Regions from separate parts of the Ovis aries genome. Here region 1 is linked to region 2. The links are chromatin contacts, called in public Hi-C maps. All regions are on one chromosome and are shown on one strand. The core of a region is the stretch at or near the end of the contact, and the rest is flanking DNA. Distances in the headings are between cores, read along the strand shown. Region 1 has its middle 82 kb from the start of TRNAC-GCA. Region 2 has its middle 6.8 kb from the start of TRNAC-GCA.

Region 1 (4,265 bases), core at 1,417-3,916, 75 kb before region 2:
CCCATGGGCAGAGAGACCTGGTAAGCTACAATTCATGGGGTCCCAAACACACAGCTAAACAACAAGAAAGAAGAATAGTTGCTTATTGAGTGTGGTGAAGTCATTAATTCTGGTCACCATGTATTTTCAGTCCCTCTCCTCCCCTATTCTAGACACATGGTAGGGTTGTACTTCCTGGCTTTTTAGTAGTTGGGTTGTGAGATGGGAGGAAGTGCATTAGTTCTGGCTGATGAGTTACAAGAGAAAGTGATGCGTGTTACTGCCAGACTGAGCATTTTCTTACTAGAATACTTACTTTCCAATGCTCTCCTGTCCCTGTGCCATGACAATTTGCAAGGTTTGTTTGAGATGGCAGATAGTTCACCAGTAAGAGAAATGGAACAGAGTTTCCAGCTAACTTGGGATGGACATACAGAGTGCCTGAGAAAGAAATCTATGCTGTTAGAATAAAGATTTTTTAAACCACAGCATAAGCTAGTCTACAGGGATTCATACAAATGCTGAATGTAGGAAGAAGACTATTGTGGACATTTACATGGAAAATCTCATTTAATCCTTAGAACAGTGAGATAGCTATTCTTATTTTTTTTCAATTTACAGATGAGGAAACTGAGGTTTATGGTATAATAAATTTTCCAAAGTCTCATCTCTTGGAAATAGCAGATCTGGACTTGAACCCAAGTTTTGTTTGACTCGGCACACTGAGACACTCTTGTAAGTTTACAGAATATTACTTAAAAGATAAAATAACAAGGCTGCTCAGAATAGGTAGTGACAATTAACTTCCACTATTTTGTATCCTGAAAGGGTAGTTTCAGTGTTACATTAGGAAATCCTCGAATGGTTTCTTTCCAGGTGGGACTGGATGAAGCAGCTTCTTCCTCCCATAGTCTTCAGGCCTATAGCGTGACCTCTTTCAGAAACACAAAGACCTACATCTGGCTAGAGTTTCTGAGGCTCCCAACTCCAGATCTCTGTACCCAGGGTGTATTCTTGCATGTTTGTGCATAAAGTTTAAGTAAAGCCTGGCGTGCAAGAGATCAGGTTCAGGCAACAGACTGCCCTGCTTGGACACTTAACATCCTTGAGATCTTGTTAAAGTTACTCTCTCAGCCTTGATTTCTTTTTCTGTAAAATTCAAATAAGGTTAATAGCAAACCTCAGAGGTTACTGTGAGGATCAAATGAGGTAATGTCAAGTGCTTAGAACGGTGCCTGGAACACCACAAGCGTACACCCACACACACTCTCTCTCTCACATATTCTGATTCCTTTGTACCTTCACAACCAACCACTGCAAAGTAACCCTATCACCATTTGAACATGCTGAAGGTTTTTTTCCAGCAAGAGGAAAAGTCTTAAAGTGGTGAGTTTTTATTTTGTTGTGTTTTTTAAACCACATCAAGGATGCAATATTTTACTTTAAGGAGGGAGGTCAGCAGTATTCAAAATGCAGGGAGCAAAAAAAAAACACAGGGAGCATTCTTTCTGAAAACACTTGAAGATTCCCTTCTAAACCTCATTTCAATCCCAGGTTCTCACCTTTCCTCCACCAACACAAGGGAGGCCTTTTCTGATACACAGGGAAAAAAAGACATCAAATATGTCTTTTTGAACAATAATTTTTCTTGGAAATTTTCTTGTTGAAAATTATTTTTAGGGTTATTTTGCAAGTTTGATTGAGGGCAATTTTTACTAAGATGAACCAGCTTCCTTTTGAGTGTGGGCACTTCATTTCCCCTCCCAGATCTTATCTGCCTCTTATCTGTGAAATGAATGGATTAGAGTTGATAAGTCTTCCTATATCTGGTGGTCTTTGATTCTGCCATCGTTTCATCTACTCCATAGGAATGTGGCTCTGGAGCCTGTTTGTGCTTTAGATTGTGGACTAGGAATCAAGCCCCAGCTCCCCCACCCACCTCCCACTCCACACCCTCCAACTGCCTGGGAATTAAGGGAAAAGAGGCTTGAAACCCTTTTATTTGACGTTAGAGCTCTCCGTGGCATTAACCTGTTGCTGGTCTAACGTGTGGGACAGAGGAAATGTGCTTCACAGCTGTAAACAGGGGTAGTGAACAAGTGCGTTTTCTTTTCTGTTTTCCTTTTTGCCAGGGGTGAGACGGGGGAGGAGAAACAGTGGTCTTTGTTGTGAAGCCATAGTTCCAAACTTCAGCCTAGAGGAATGTTTAAGTTCTGAAAAAAAGTTAACGGAGAAGGCCTGCAATGATGTACTTCCAGTCACAACAAGAGGGTAAGAACGTTCCGGGCGCTGGACTGAAGAGACACAAAAGTCAGGAAGTGACCCTTTCGTCGGGATTTCAGAGGCCGCGGACGAGAAACAAAGTCCTCTCACAACTCGGGGAACTTTGGGCCGTACCATCCCGAGGGGCAGGGGTGGCGGAGCCGGGGGCGGGGGGAGTGGGGGCGGGGAGGGCCGTGGAAACTGACAGCTCGGTTCTGAACGAGCCGTGAGCAAACTGAGAATTTCCACGCTGAAAAGACTCGGTGTCCGCTGATCCCGCGCCCTGAAGTGGAACCGGGGATCGGCAGATCCTCACTGCAGAGTCTGCCCAAATAGAAGCCGCGGTGGCCCTGGCGAGAGCCGGCCTCCTGAATCCGGGCCTGTGCGCGCCCAAGCGGGCCGCGCGCCCGGGTCTCTGGATGGCGTGCCGGCGCAGCCCATCTGCGGCCGCGCGGCCGGGAGGAAGCCGGCCCTGGCGATGAATGGGGCTTTGTTCGCGGGCAGCCAAAGCTGCCCTCGGCAGGCCCAGATCGCACAACGGAGGCTGTATGCGAGCGGAATGGAAATAAGCCTGCGGGCCTCCCGAAGGAGCCCCGTCCCCTTCCCTTCGCCGAGCAGAGGAATGCTGGCAAGCCGGAAAGGAGCCCTCGCCGGGAACGCTGCTCTCGCGGCTCTGAAACCCCATTGAGAAGAGCCCTTTGATGCAATTAAAGCGCATTTCATTGCAGGCCGGGGAGGAGGGAAGGCCCATCCAGCTTTTTTTCTGTCTCGAGCGTGTTAGTGTGTGCACCTTTGTGGGGCGGGCGACTTAGAGAGCAGGCGGGAACTGGAGCCCCGTCTCTCGCAGACATTCTGTAACATCGTAAAGAAGCACCCATAAACAGATTGGTTTTCACCGTGGGTGGAACCCAGTTTGAACAACATCCAGGCTGACCTGCAGGCCAGCGTTCCTGCTTTGAAAGACTCTTTGGTAAAACTCACACCACCTGCCCTGCTGTAAAGGTTTAGGCGGACAAGAAATTGCGTTTGAAGGAGGAAGTTGTTTTTGAGGTCATTGCTCCCGGTTTTCCATTTTCTCAGAGGTGTAGTGGGCTATGTCGCAGGTCCAGAATTGGTCACAGTAAAATATAAAATGTAGATGTAAAACGACGTAACCTGAAAACGTTGACGTTCTTGGATGCGACTGCTATTTTAGTGCTAGGATTATTCTCTAAGATTTCCCTGTTTCCTCCATTGAGACAACTGTGTGGCCCTGGGAAGACCCAGGTAGCCTGAGTTTAATATTTTTCATCTGTTAAAATGAATAACAAAAGGCCAGATAACTGCTACCATAAAGCTCTGGGTGCTAGCAGGATTCTTTCTAAATTGGAGGTGAGCACTTGTGTAAGATGTATGGGCCTGAATCTGCAGTAAACGTCAATGTAAAAGGATCACAGTTTTTTGTTGACTTTGCACCAATTATAACTGGGGCTAATAGTCTGTCAGTTTCCACTAAGAATATACCTTCTTGAGGACAGGACCCTGTCTTTTATTCTGGCCTCCCCTGTCCCCAGAGCATTGCCTGACCATCATGAGTGGGCAACACATACGTGGAATACAAAGAATTAATACTAACTTGATGCCATTTTCTGTCACTTACTATGTAAATAAGAAATAGAAGTTTGGTGGGTATTGGGGACCCTTGGCTAGGTAGAAGTTTGAAAGAAGGAGCAGGAAAACATTTTGAGAGCACAGACATGCTGCAAATGTTTCCTGAAGTGACCGAAGCAGAGCAGGGCACTGAGGTGGAGGAGGCATTCTTTTTCCCTGAGTGGATGGTTAGTACTGGCAAGCTTGAATCACATTTTATATTTGCAAGGAGTGTGCATAGCTGATTCTTCATTCATTCTTTGAACATCCCATGGATGTGGGACAGTAAGACACAGTGGCTATGTATGATGAGTATCATGTTTCTTATATATTGATCTAAATATAGCTCCATGATTCTTGTTATTTGGGGCTTTGTTTAGGCCTATAACTTGAGT
Region 2 (4,011 bases), core at 1,377-3,876:
AAAAGTTTGCCAGCTCCTGTTTTAGCTTCTCAGGACATGATAAAGAGAATTGCAGATGTTAGAGTGCACATAGGCATACATTTATAGAACGTGGTGGAAAGGTCAGAGGTATGAGTTGTGGGTGAGAATCCTGTTCTGTGCAGTGCTCTTAACAAGCCTTGTTGGATTTTGGACAAATGACAACACAGTTAAACATCAATTTCCTCATTTATGAAATGGAGGGACTAGACCGAAGAGTTCTTAAATTCCCTGATAATCTATTTTCTCTTAGTTTGTCTATTCCGGATCCATTAATCACTGTGCTAGACTCACGGTCACAGTTGTTGACATCTCCCCTGTGACACAGCTTTCACAGGTGTGCAAAAATCATATTATAAACTTTCTAGTGAATCTCGAGTCCATTCCCCAGCTACTTCCTTTATCTAAATCTCACACAAATCCAATAATTCTCCTGCCATATTGCCTAAGGCCAGGTACCAGGCAACTAGAGACCACCCCTATAGAGCAGAGGGCACCAATATGATGAAAACTAGCCAATTTTAGACCATTTCTCCCTTCCCTGCCTTGCCTTTCCCATAGAAAACACAATCAAGGCTCTAGGCCATGCTTTCCTCTCCTTCCTGCTTGTACCCGCTGGTGTTTCCCCACGCGCCTCTCATTCCTGGGGAATTGTAACAGGAAGCTCTTCTCAGTGACACGGACCTTTCTGTATCATTCCTCAGTCACCTTTATAAATTAAGACTTGTGCACAAATTGCTTAAGCACAAACAACTTATAATTCTGTGTGGTTATCTCAGAGTTTAATGTGTATATAATTCTAGAACATGATTTGTTCCTGATATTCAGCCTAAGCCAGTGTTCCCTGATTGCAGCTCAGTTCCATTGCTCCTCATCCATGAGCTGTAGGAAAGTGAGCACGTAGGCTGCATCCTTGCCACACAGGGAGCCTTTGGCTATTTCTAAAGTTCATATGACTTATTGGTAAGTCTGTGGTTTGCTGCCTCATAAATCAAAAGCTGAGATTAAGAAACACTTTCTCATCACATTATACGGTTTTTCATTTGTCTTTCCTCCTTACACTGCTCTGAGTCCTGGAAACACTACGCTTTCCTACTTAGCCCAGTATGAGCTGTGCTATATATTTTTTCCTGAGTGTTTGCTTTAGCTATGTCAGGTATGATTGACTCTGTTTTTCCAGAAAGTCATCTGTCTTTTGGTAGCTCCTATCGCTGTTGGTATTGCCATCTTTCTTTCAGGGATTCTCTCTTCTGTGTCGCCCTCAGAAAGCAAGGTCAGTTAGGACTTAGAGGGGTGTGTGGTGGCACAGATGAGTAAACCAGATCAGGTATGACACAATCAGGGTGATGGGGACTACGGTGACCAAATGGCCACATGCTGTTGACTCAGCTCTTATTTCTCACCTTTGAGCAATTACTGTCACATGAGAATTCTGTCCAGTGGCGACAAAACTTTTCACTTTTTAAAGAGAAGTCCCAAATCTAGAATTTTAGATGGCATCTCTAGAATTTACAATACATGAAAATGAGAAGGAAAAAAAAAAAAGTTTGAGTCAAATGAAATGCAACTCAAGTTGAATGGGCCTGTGAGCCATCGCTTTGCTATGTTTGATCTGTGATAAATGGGGAAATCCTTCCAGACTCATTCCAGACTCATTCTTGCTTCGACTAAGTCACTGGACCCAGAACCTATGACTGCTGAACTCTTAGCTTTTGTCAACACTTGTCTCATATGCCGTGAGATCCTAGGATCCAGCTCCTTGCTATTTCAAGGGTAAATCAGGCAATCTAATGATCTCATTCAAACGGACACTTTTGCTAGGATCTTTCCTTCCTTCTCCACTAAGATGTATATTTTATGAATGAAATTATAGGGTAATATTCTTATAGCTCTTTTCTATAATTGAGGATTTTAAACATGTAAAAGGGTCAGAAGTCCATAGTCAGCCAGAGGGGGATAGATAGGCACAATGATAAGTGGTACTTTGTGTTACCTCCCAGATCACAGGTATTAGCAAGCTGTCAGTGTCCAGGGCCAGGTCTGAAAATAATCTGGACTTGCATCGTTGTGCCTATGGTTGCCATTGTTATCACTATCAGCATCAGGTATGGGCTGACTTACAGAGGACCATTCACCAACTTGGGTCAGTTCTCCCTTAAAGGGTGCTTCTGCTGTTGATAGGCACTGTGCTTTTGAAGGTTGTTCGTGTATGCACCTAGTAACTGGCATCATATACGTTGCCTAAGTGCTATTTTGCATGCTTAATAAGATCCCCCTGAGCTTTTAAAACATTTAAGTGAAGATTTAGATTGCACAAATAGAAGAGGCAGCTGGTGAGACTTGGTCTTATGGCAGGTGGAGGGGATACTTTGAGGTTTAGAAGCCCAAACCAGACTTTCTGTTCTTCTCTGGCCATTTTTCTAGAAGGCACCCACATTAAACCCACCAAGTTTTATTCAGTGAAAGCAGTGAAATGTCTGCTGTTCCCATCTTCTTAGACTGCCAGCAGCACTTAACAAGAATCCAATGAGCGAGCGCCTTAGATGGCTAGTTGACCAGCTCTCTACCCCAGCTCCCTCTCAGGAATAATAAGGTTCTATGCCAGGATTGTACACATCCAACAGCTCAGCATGAGTCATTCTTTTGCCCCAGGGTCGGTTAAGATTGAATCAGTGAGTTGAGGAAAAAAAAACAGAACAGTGATTTGATTTCTTTTATTCCCCCTGGGAAGTAGGTTGAGGATAAGGATGAGGACAAACTCGTTTATTTTACATGCTTATTTGCAGGATTAATATATAGTCTTCTTCCACGAGTAATGCTGTGAGCACTGTGTACAGCTCTGTCATTAATGAGAGGGAACTGGGAACTGTTTCATTTCCTTTTGGGGTAATCCTTTTGAGGCTAGCACCACCGTGTGGATAAAGTGGATACAGACATCTTTGGCTTGCGTAACAGGCCAGCACTGTGCCTCTGGCAACATGATTTTAGGATCTTCTCTCCCATTTCATCTCTTCTGAGTCATCGCAGAACAGCATAGTGATAGGGATATTTTTTGCAGCAGTGTTATACAGTGCTGGGCTCTCAGGAGTCTGTGCTTCCACAAAGTGACTGAACTTGCAGGAGGATGACAGGAAAGATTCACAGAGCAGATTCGTATCAGGGAGAGTGGGAATTAGACCCCTAGTTTGGGATTAGCCACTGGACTCTAAAGTGGATGGTGCCAATTTGGACTCTATAAGAAACACCAGGGTCTGTTCTGAGGCAACTTTCTGACCTTTATTACCCAAGAGGGGCAGACTGAATCAGAGGAGAGGAGGAGACATAAAATTTGGTGGTGGGGTACAAAAAATTTTTACCAAACCACAGTGGTTTGCCTCCTGGTTGAGAACATGAGGTGCAGCTCCTCTCCTGACTCTTATGGTAGAATGAAGAGGGGAGAAGAATACAGAGCAGTTCTACTGACTGCAGCTTTAAGTCCTGCAAGCAGGGTGGGAGTGGCTGGCAAAGAGAGGAGAAAGATTTGTACCTCCATAGTGGCCTTTCCTGTGTGCTGGCACCAAGATCCCTGGAGAAGGGCAAGCCTGCTCCTCCCTGAGGGGTTTTCTTCATTTCCAAATTGACTTGTATGTGTATGTTGGGATTGGGGTCTAACAGATAAAGGTAGGGAAAGCAGTTGTTTATAAAGAACTAGCCCCATTTAGCTCCTAATAGATCACCCTTCCAGTCTTTTTCTTTGTTTAGTCTCCCAACTCCAAAGAGAAAAAGTTTTACTAACACTTAAAATGGGGAGTTGTGATTGTAGAAATTTCAGGGAGTCAAGAAAAAAATCAGGATATGCTAACATTCCTCTCTTCGATGAACTATTAAAGTGATAGGAAATGTATTGAACAGTCCTTGCCACCCACCAGTCACCATTGCCTTTATATATCCCCTTTGCATGTATGCACAGTTGTACAGTTGTGTCCAGCTCTTTGCCGCCCCATGGACTGTAGC

What was found. A called contact is a pair of places that touch in the nucleus more often than the background predicts.
Region 1: a Hi-C map of tail adipose tissue shows a contact between it and region 2, with 2.0 times the contacts expected there. The contact joins two enhancer-like sites. A contact is called at or near these places in 2 of 16 Hi-C or Micro-C datasets (liver and tail adipose tissue).

The regions. Positions count from the first base shown.
Region 1 is chr7:31,864,977-31,869,241 of ARS-UI_Ramb_v3.0, reverse strand. No RefSeq gene overlaps it. Among named protein-coding and RNA genes, the nearest start is that of TRNAC-GCA, 82 kb to the right of the region's middle. Within about 2 kb of position 2,666, at least 42 of the 54 cell types and tissues checked have an H3K27ac peak or open chromatin away from gene starts, as enhancers often do. A contact at or near this core is called in tail adipose tissue, where this site is marked.
Region 2 is chr7:31,790,041-31,794,051 of ARS-UI_Ramb_v3.0, reverse strand. No RefSeq gene overlaps it. Among named protein-coding and RNA genes, the nearest start is that of TRNAC-GCA, 6.8 kb to the right of the region's middle. Within about 2 kb of position 2,626, at least 30 of the 54 cell types and tissues checked have an H3K27ac peak or open chromatin away from gene starts, as enhancers often do. A contact at or near this core is called in tail adipose tissue, where this site is marked.